3 separate regions of the Mus musculus genome follow, and regions 2 and 3 are each linked to region 1. A link is a contact called in public HiChIP or PLAC-seq and promoter capture Hi-C data. All regions are on one chromosome and are shown on one strand. Each heading gives the region's core, a stretch centred on a gene start, on an enhancer-like site or on the middle of the called end of the contact. The rest is flanking DNA. Distances are from core to core; before and after follow the strand shown.

What was found. Promoter capture Hi-C pulls out the DNA fragments that hold promoters and counts their contacts. HiChIP or PLAC-seq counts read pairs in DNA pulled down with a chosen protein or histone mark.
Region 2: a contact with region 1 is called in an HNF4G HiChIP or PLAC-seq map of pancreatic cancer cells. The contact joins the promoter of Lfng here to the enhancer-like site in region 1. A contact is called at or near these places in 1 of 484 Hi-C or Micro-C datasets (the G1E-ER4 cell line) and 4 of 115 datasets of contacts at active chromatin or transcription factors (memory CD8 T cells, microglia, pancreatic cancer cells and 1 more).
Region 3: a promoter capture Hi-C map of liver shows a contact between it and region 1, with 2.0 times the contacts expected there. The contact joins two enhancer-like sites. A contact is called at or near these places in 3 of 39 promoter capture datasets (the C10 cell line, cranial neural crest and liver), 3 of 115 datasets of contacts at active chromatin or transcription factors (SST interneurons, embryonic stem cells and large pre-B cells) and 1 of 9 other capture datasets (embryonic stem cells).

What each region holds. Positions count from the first base shown.
Region 1 is chr5:140,203,021-140,206,149 of GRCm38.p6, forward strand. The region is part of intron 10 of Mad1l1 (MAD1 mitotic arrest deficient 1-like 1); the gene reads right to left. Among named protein-coding and RNA genes, the nearest start is that of Gm16120, 3.4 kb to the right of the region's middle. Within about 2 kb of position 1,646, at least 23 of the 459 cell types and tissues checked have an H3K27ac peak or open chromatin away from gene starts, as enhancers often do. A contact at or near this core is called in liver and pancreatic cancer cells, where this site is marked.
Region 2 is chr5:140,605,786-140,608,914 of GRCm38.p6, forward strand. It overlaps Lfng (LFNG O-fucosylpeptide 3-beta-N-acetylglucosaminyltransferase), which reads left to right and starts at 1,556. Exons shown (of 8, transcript NM_008494.3): 1 at 1,556-2,059. The coding sequence starts at 1,631.
Region 3 is chr5:139,935,415-139,938,543 of GRCm38.p6, forward strand. All of the region lies in intron 1 of Elfn1 (leucine rich repeat and fibronectin type III, extracellular 1), which reads left to right. Among named protein-coding and RNA genes, the nearest start is that of Elfn1, 29 kb to the left of the region's middle. Within about 2 kb of position 1,492, at least 3 of the 459 cell types and tissues checked have an H3K27ac peak or open chromatin away from gene starts, as enhancers often do. A contact at or near this core is called in liver, where this site is marked.

The DNA of each region.
Region 1 (3,129 bases), core at 396-2,895:
GCTCCACACTGTCCCCGTGTCCTTACCAAAGGGCAAGGCTCTGCTGGTGAAAGGATGCTCCTGGCACACCCTTAGGAGGTTTGCAATGGACCCTAAGGGCAGTCAGATGTGGAGCAAACCTCAGGAGGTTATGTCGGTATGTCTAGCCTGAGCCATGAGGTAGTTCTGGAATCTGTAGGAGAGGTAAGGATCCCAAATACAGGAGGAGGCAAGTGGCAGCTGTGCACTGGGTCCTGCAGTGGGGCAGCCTGATACAAACTCAGAAGGAGCCCATTTCCCCAGCACCCTTGTTAAGAGCTCAGCATTGCACATAGCTGTCTGTATTTCTACCATCAATTCCATTTCTTAAAACCTACAATTATTATTGCACATTTTTCTGGTGCCCACTCACACATGCACACACATCCCAAAATCAAAAGAACTGCCAAACTGTATAGACAACCAGAGAATAGGGAAAGCAGAGATTAAAAAGTTACCAACCAAAGGCCCAGCTGAGGAGGTTGGTGAGGAAGCCTTCTGGTCTCTAGTCATTGGGCATACACTGACTCTGATGAGTGCCGTTCCTCACATCACATCAATTCCAATCACCAAATTCAATTTGCATTTCCAGATACACAGAGGCCACAAGTAAATATTCTTATCTGGCCTTGAAATGTGAGAAGGAAAATCACCTCTCACAATTTCAATTTGCTCCCCAACCATAAAGAATAATCCAATTTGACTGATGGGTTACCACAGGCCGCTCACTGAGTCTCTGCTGAAGATGTAGACACCAGAGGGCAGATCACCCATCCAAGCCTTGCAGAGCTCCCCTTGCAAGCCCTCCACCCAACTTTTGGGATAAAAGGTGTAAACAGATAATTCAGACAGAAGATATGGCTACAAAGCACAGCTCTTGGCTATTTACTCAAAGGTCAATGGTACTCTCTATGGCACTGAAACAGGCTATATAAAAGAACAGATGTTAGAAATGGCTAAGCAGGGGTTAACCTAAAGTTCCCTGATAGACTGCTCACAGCTACCTGTAACTTTCCAGAAGACACACTCACTGTCTCCCCTGCCCTCCACTGCCCTCCACTGCCCTCCTCTTCTCTCCTCTGGCCTCCATGCTCTCCTCTGGCCTCCGCTGCCCTCCCCTGGCCTCCGCTGCCCTCCTCTGGCCTCCTCTGGCCTCCGCTGCCCTCCTCTGCCCTCCACTGCCCTCCTCTGGCCTCCACTGCCCTTCTCTGGCCTCCGCTGCCCTCTCCTGGCCTCCACTGCCCTCCTCTGGCCTCCACTGCCCCCCTCTGGCCTCCGCTGCCCCCCTCTGGCCTTCACTGCTCTCCACTACTATCCTCTAGCCTCCATGGGCACCTGTACTTATTCATCACTTATACACCCACAGAGACAAGTAATTAAAATAAAATAAAACAATATTTTAAAAGGCAGGTGAGGAAGCTATTGCTGACACAGCTGTGTGTCAGGTGACAAGGGGCACTCTAACACGTGTCACTTTAGCCTTAACATGTATGGAGAATAAGAGTTGGGTACCGTGACCCTTAGGAGAGTCACAACTGTGGCAGAGCTAGGCCAGATCTCAGCCAAAACCCCTGCTCTTCCCTATAGCCTAAACGTCAGCAAACAGCCTTCCCTCCCTTTGCAAACAGTCTGGTGGACCACAGCCAAACCCAGCACTGACTGTTCTGTGGTTGTTTTCTAATGGCACATGTGTGGGCTGACAAGCAAACACATTTACCTTCCATGCCCTTCACAGAGAAGGGCTACTGACCACCAGCCTACATGAAAAGTTCTCTTTTGAAACTCAAGTAAGAGAATAAAACACAGATACATTCACACACTGACCCACTGATGACCCAACTCATTCCTGCTTGGCTAGCCGGTATGCACTAACACCATCAGAAGTTCTGCTGGCCTGACCCCATTACAGTTCCTTCATATGCAAGAATTCTAACCAAGCAAAATATCCACTGCAGACTGGGGGTGCAGCACACCTCGATGCAGTCTGGCATACACAGGCTCTGAGACTATCCCCAGCACTGCAAAAATATATAGAGAGAAGTAGATCATATATAAGCAGATGGATACATGACAGAAACATAAATAATAGGTACACAGGTACATAGATGAATGATAGAAATAAAGGTAAGACAGACAGCTGTGATAGATCACCCTCAATCCCCCTATGTCCTTATAAGAAAACCAGCATGCCAGGTGGTGGTGGTGGTGATGGTGGTGGTGGTGGTGGTGGTGGTGGTGGTGGTGGTGATGGTGGTGGTGGTGGTGGTGGTGGTGGTGGTGGTGGTGGTGGTGGTGCACATCTTTAATGCAGCCCTGGGGAGACAGAAGCAGGCAGATCTCTGTGAGACTGGGGCCAGCCAAACTCCTCTACACAGAGAGTTCTAAGGCAGGCAGGGCTACACGGAGAAGCACTGCATCAGTCAAAAGTGTAAGCACATGGAGGAGCAGCACCCTCCTAAGGAGGGCAGTGTCTTCATCCCATGTTCCAGTGACAGACACAGAGATGCTCACTGGGTCATAGTACTTTCAGAGGGACATCACTCTCAGGCTGACTCCCATACTCTCTCCCATCCAAATACTTCTGAAATACAACCTAGCTTCTTCTCTGGGCTTAGACTCTTAGAAATTAGATGCGAGGGGATGGGAGAAACCTCAGTCTGAGAGGGAAGGAGAGAGAGAGAGAGACCAGAAGTTTAGAGATGACTGGAGCTATCATGAGTGACAGAACAGCAGCCGGGAAGGGAGGCTGGCTAGACTGTTCCTATGCAGGCACTGTTGGACCCCCTTCTTCATTCCCTCCCTCCTTGGAGCACCCCTCCAGTTACCACGGGAAGCCCTAGGAGATCACACTCACTGAGTCGCTCAACACAGGACATCCATGGGAAGGTGAGGAAGCACTGAATCCTGCCATGGCCGAGAAATGGCCTGTCATCAAGGACACATGGGTTGTCCTGGGTCATGAGCAGTATGGACAGTCCTTTAGGAAGTAGCCTGGTAAGCGTCAGGAGATCTCTAAGGAACACACAGTCACAGGGGATTTTAACACTCTGCTCTCTCTCTCTCTTTCTCTCTCTACTTTCTGGCTTGTGGCATAAATGGTCTTGCTTCACC
Region 2 (3,129 bases), core at 306-2,805, 400 kb after region 1:
ACATGCTAGGCAAACACTTTACCAACTTTGCCAGATGAGGTACATTTCAGGCGCTCTTTTACACGGCAGCAGGGGCTGACCCGATATTCACTCTGTAACTCAGGCTGCCTTTAAATGTTCAGCAATCGTCCAAGCCTGCTACATGGGCTATCATGTCTGTCTTCATTTTGAAAAGAATTTTGTTGAAAGCAGGTGTGCGTATGTGTATGTGCGTGCGTGCGTGCGTGTGTATAAATGTGTGTTGCTCAGGCCAAGTTGCACGTGTGGAGGTCAGAGGGCAACATATTGTTGGTTCTTTCTGACCATGTGGGTCCTGGGAAATAAACTCAAATCTGCCTAGGTGACAGTTGCGTTTGCCCACTGAACCATCTGGCCAGCCCCTGCAGTAAGTCTTTACCTGATCCAGCCTGATGCCTTCTTTTAACCTCCAAGAGAGGGACGGACATTAAGAAGAGTGTAGTAGAGAAATAATTAGAAATGATACTCCGGTCTAAAATATAAACGCTAGGGAGTCGGCGACAGAAGGAACAGCAGTTTATCCGTGGTGGCAGGGTGGGCTCAGACTTCCTTTGAAGGGGGACGCGGAAACTGAAGCCAACCAGACCCAGGGGCAGCCAGGCGGAGAGCCGCCCCCAGCTGCGCTCCCGGAAGATGCAGCAGGCTCGGGCTCGGACCCTGCTCCCACTCCAGGGGACCCTTGGCCATTTCCGGACCCGTAGCCTCTCACCCTACCATTAGGCGCACATTCCTGCCGCCCCCGCTCGTGCTAGGCGCAGGCAAGGCCCCCGCCCGTGGGAAGGGGGCCGTGTGCCGGGGAGGCGGGTCTGGGATGGCGCACAGCTGGGTCACATCTGGTAGGAGTGCGGAGGAACCAAATGGAACAGAAGGTAGCCTTTCATCCTTCGAGGAAAGAGGCTGCTTGAGTGTCTCCTCGCTACGGGGTGCCTGAGGTTTTTGGGGACCAACCCTCCCCATTTAGGAACATGATGCCAAGACAGGCCTGCCTGGGGGAGGAGGGAAGGATGGACCGACGGAGGGACGTAGAATTTTGTCACTGATACCCTTTTGCCTGAACTTCAGGTCCACTCCTAAGACATAAGTATCAGTAAGGGCAGCTCAAAATTAATCGCTCAGGACACACTGCAGGCTACCACTTTGGCTCAGTCAGCACCGTTCCCCAGGGAAGGAAACCCGCTCGGGGACAGGAAATGCACAGCGAGAAGCCAAGGATGTCGCCCGCGGAGGAGCACTGGCCCTATCACCCAGGTCCCAGCTTCGGGGGCGCGTCCTCCACGTGCAGCCGTGGCGGGCGTTGGTCAGGCTGGGTGTCTCCCAGAGCAGCTCCGGAGGGTGACTCGGCGCAGGCGGGACAGGCTCGTGCACAAAGGGGGCGGGTGCCGTGGGTACCCCAGCTGGGTGGTTCCCAGCCCCTTGTCCGTATCCCACGTGGGAAGGAGAGATCTCCCTAAAGGTTACGCCCCAAGGCTAGCAGCCAATTAGCGCGTGGAGGCGTGGCGGGCAGGGGAGGTTTAAGAGTTCCTGAAGCGAGAGGCGCGCAGCTGGACCGGGAGCCTCGGGCAGCCGGACCAGTTGGCACTGGGATAGATATTACGTGCGGCCGCCGGCCACCATGCTCCAGCGGTGCGGCCGGCGCCTGCTGCTGGCGCTGGTGGGCGCGCTGTTGGCTTGTCTCCTGGTGCTCACGGCCGACCCGCCACCGACTCCGATGCCCGCTGAGCGCGGACGGCGCGCGCTGCGTAGCCTGGCGGGCTCCTCTGGAGGAGCTCCGGCTTCAGGGTCCAGGGCGGCTGTGGATCCCGGAGTCCTCACCCGCGAGGTGCATAGCCTCTCCGAGTACTTCAGTCTACTCACCCGCGCGCGCAGAGACGCGGATCCACCGCCCGGGGTCGCTTCTCGCCAGGGCGACGGCCATCCGCGTCCCCCCGCCGAAGTTCTGTCCCCTCGCGACGTCTTCATCGCCGTCAAGACCACCAGAAAGTTTCACCGCGCGCGGCTCGATCTGCTGTTCGAGACCTGGATCTCGCGCCACAAGGAGATGGTGAGACCCAGCGCGGCCTGGGCAGGGGGATGAAGTGGGGATCACCCTCTGGTCCAACTGGTGACTGACGATAGCGGTTCCCGATGCGTTAATTGCTTTGGGTCTATCTGGGAAACGATGACACTGATAAATCCCATTACAGCCCCGTGTGGCTGCTGGGGTTCACTTTGCCTTACTACCCTGGAAGCTTCCTTCCGTGTTGCCCAGGGTCACCCCAGCCACATGCTCTGTGTCTGGATGAGTCGCCTCCAGCTTAGGGCTGGCTCTGTAACGCTTCTCCTAAACACTGGAGTGAATGGCCATATTTGTTCCTAAACTTTTTCGAGCAAATTGGCTCAGTTCCATCCTGGGTCCCCTTCACTCCCCTTCCTTCTTCCTGGGTGGAAGGTACGCCCCCTTGAAAGGGAGGGAGGAAAAGGCATAGCACACCCCTGGACCAGGCAAAGTGAAAGAAATGGGTGCTAGTTCTCCAGACTTGCTCAGAACCCTGACTTCAGTAGCTCAGCTCCCCCACCTCCTGTTAGACCAACTTCATACACATAATAAAAAGACACACCCCACTTTGAAAATCTCCCTGGAGGCTACAACAGGACCGTTGGGGCGGGAGAGCAGAGTGCACTGCGTGTGTGTGTGTGTGTGTGTGTGTGTGTGTGTGTGTGTGTGTGTGTGTGTGTAGGGGTGGGGGTAGATATTTGGTGTGAAGACTAAGACTCACTTTCCTTCCTGACCCAGCCCCAGTGAGACTTCGCTTTAGGACAGTGGAGGTTAAGAGGACAGGCTCCTATCTAGTCTTGGTCAAAGAGGGGCCCTGAGAACCCCACCGTAGCCTCCTGAGAATGAGGCGTCCCTTTCCCAGGGGCTCAGCAGGCCTTCGGGAGGGGGCAGCGGGGGGCCATGGGTTTTGTTTGGCTGTGGTGCCGTTAGGATTCCCAGCGCTAGGCTGCTCTCACGCCGGCCCCTTGGGCAAGGCAACAAAGCCCCTTTCTCCAGCCGAGAAAGGCGTCGGCCTCTTGTGTACAGCTATGCGCTCCATGGGAACCGTTGGCTGGCGTGCTGGCCACTCAGGTTGC
Region 3 (3,129 bases), core at 242-2,741, 270 kb before region 1:
TGTCCTGCCTCCCTTCTGCAGCGATTTTTGTCTTCTTCTGCAGTGGCACCCTCAGAGGGAGACTTGCCTCAAGCCTCCAGGAGCATATTAGCGCCATTGGCTTCCTGGCGGGTGAGGAGCTGCCTGAGGAGGAGAGCCTGAGGAGGTGGGGTGAGGGGTCCCCGGCATTGCTACCACACAGAAAGCTTCCAACAACACACAAAGCGTTTGTGTCTTCTCGGGCCATACAACACTGAAATCCCAACACCTGGATGACTGAGGCAGGAGGACCAAGGCATGCCAAACCAGTCTGGGTTCCAGAGTGAGACCTCTCAAAAGGATAAAATATTACCAATTAGTGTGGATGCTTTTCTTTAGCCTAGCCTTTAAAGTTATATTAATATAAGCCCAGCAGAGTACACACCTTTAATCCTAGCACTTGGGGTACAGAGGCAGGTGGATCTCTGGGAGTTTGAGGCAGCCTAGTCTACATAGCAAGTTCCAGGACTCCCTGGGCAACATAGTAAGACCCTGTCTCAAGACAAAATGAAAACTCAAAACCTGATATTAATATATTTAGTTTGGTTTGGCTTTATGTACATCATTCCTGTGTTCATTTGTGGGTATGAGTATGGAAGGCAGAGGTTGACTTCAACTGTGTCCCTCACCCTGTCCCCTGTGTCTGGAGACAGAGTCTTACTGGCCTCAAACTCACCAAGCAGGTCCCACACACACTGGAAATCATGGCATGCATCCCCCTCCCCCTCCCCGAGTTTAAATCACGGGTGAGGATTCCCTGTGAAGATCCATTATCTGCTGTGTGTGGCACTCCTTAGTCTCCATTGCAAGAGAAGAGTCTATTGTAAGAGCCGATAGGGGCTGTGCAGTTGGACTGTGAGGATTCCTTTTATAAGATACATGTCACACATTTAAAGTTTGTCAAAGGCTTCCACGGGCAGAAGATATATTACAGGCAAGACTCTTGCAATACATTTGACTCTAAAGACAAGATCTGTAGCCCTTCAAGGTGGCCCGAGTCCGTCATGTCAAGCGCACCATTTAAAGATTGTCAAAGGCTTCCACGGGCAAAAGATACATTGCAGGCAACTTCATGCCAGAGTGCTCCCCAGGCAGTGAACCTACGAGTGCTCCTTGCACTGTCTTCCCACTGTCAGACAAGCAGGTGGAAGCTTGCCCAGCTAGTGGGCGTGTCATGGTGATTGACCAAATATTCATCCTCGTCCCCCTGACGTAACCCTGGAACTGCGAGTCGAGGGCTAGACTTACCTGGAACTGAACAGCGGGGGCGGGGCTTACGACCACTTGTATTTCCTCATCTGTGAAATGAATGTCTTTTACGGATATCAGTTTCATTTTACAGCTGAGCTTTTTGTGCTTTCTTGACCAGTTTGGTAATTTTCTTTCTGGATTCTGAAAGAACATTCACCTCGGACGACAGAGAGGACAGTAACAGTGACCTGTGGACTGTGTTTTGTTTGTTTTGACTTTTCATTTAGGAGGATTTGATAGCCCAAGCTGGCCATAAAAAGCACGAGTCTTCAGTCTGTCTCTCCAGTCTGGGATTACATGCCTGTGCCATCATGCTTAGTGTAGAATTTATTAACTTATTAATTTACGCACTGGTGATTAAATCTGGAGCCTTATGCATCCTAGAGAAGCGCTCTACCACTGAGCCACACCCCAGCCCCTCACTGGGGGATTCTAGGCAGGGGCTCTACTACTGAGCCACGCCCCCAGCCCCTCCCTGGGGGGATTCTAGGCAGCGGCTCTACCACTGAGCCACGCCCCAGCCCCTCCCTGGGGGATTCTAGGCAGGGGCTCTACCACTGAGCCACACCCCAGCCCCTCCCTGGGGGATTCTAAGCAGGGGCTCTACCACTGAGCCACGCCCCCAGCCCCTCACTGGGGTATTCTAGGCAGGGGCTCTACCACTGAGCCACGCCCCCAGCCCCTCCCTGGGGGATTCTAGGCAGGGGCTCTACCACTGAGCCACACCCCAGCCCCTCACTGGGGGATTCTAGGCAGGGGCTCTACCCCTGAGCCACACAGCAGCCCCTCACTGGGGGATTCTAGGCAGGGGCTCTACCACTGAGCCACGCCCCCAGCCCCTCCCTGGGGGATTCTAGGCAGATGCTCTACCACTGAGCCACACCCCAGCCCCTCACTGGGGGATTCTAGGCAGGGGCTCTACCACTGAGCCACACCCCAGCCCCTCCCTGGGGGATTCTAGGCAGGGGCTCTACCACTGAGCCACACCCCAGCCCCTCACTGGGGGATTCTAGGCAGGGGCTCTACCCCTGAGCCACACAGCAGCCCCTCACTGGGAGATTCTAGGCAGGGGCTCTACCCCTGAGCTATATCTTTTCACTTTTTATTTTGAGACAAGATTTCACTATTGGCCCAGGTTACCCTTGTGTTCAGTCTGTAGCCCAAGTAGCTCCTGAAGTTATGAGTCTCCTGTCTCTCAACTCTAGGCTAACAGGCCTCTTCCACTAGACTCAGCATATGGTATATTTTTAAGATCAGAAATTCCTCATTTTTGAGCAATGATATTTATTAGTTTATAATTGTGTGGGTGGGAAGGAATTCGCCTCTGTCACCACATTATTAGTGTATTTTCAAACATGCTAACTTAATATATAAAATAGATCACTGTATCATATGACGTACTGTTTCCTTTCCATGCATTTTATGGTTCAGAGACTCATTTACCGCAGGCCATACTTGCAGTTTTGAATGACTGACTTTATTACTAGACAAAGTAGAAGAATATGTAGTAAGCTGTAGATAATGAGTGGGTGGAGAGAGACAGAGAGACACAGAGATGGAGAGAGAAAGAGGTGTGAGAGAGACATAGAGAGACACAGAGACAGAGACAGACACATAGAGAGATACAGAAATAGACTCACTGAGACAGAGAGACAGACAGGCACACAGAGACAGAGAGACAGACAGAGACAGAGACACTGACACACAGAAGCAAAGAAACAGAGACAATGAGAGACAGACACTGAGACAGAGACACACAGAGATGGACAGAGAAACAGACACACACACACATACAGAGGGAGAGAGGGGGTGAGAGGAATCATCAAATCCACGGCTGTAGAAACCAGTTGGGGAAGTTGA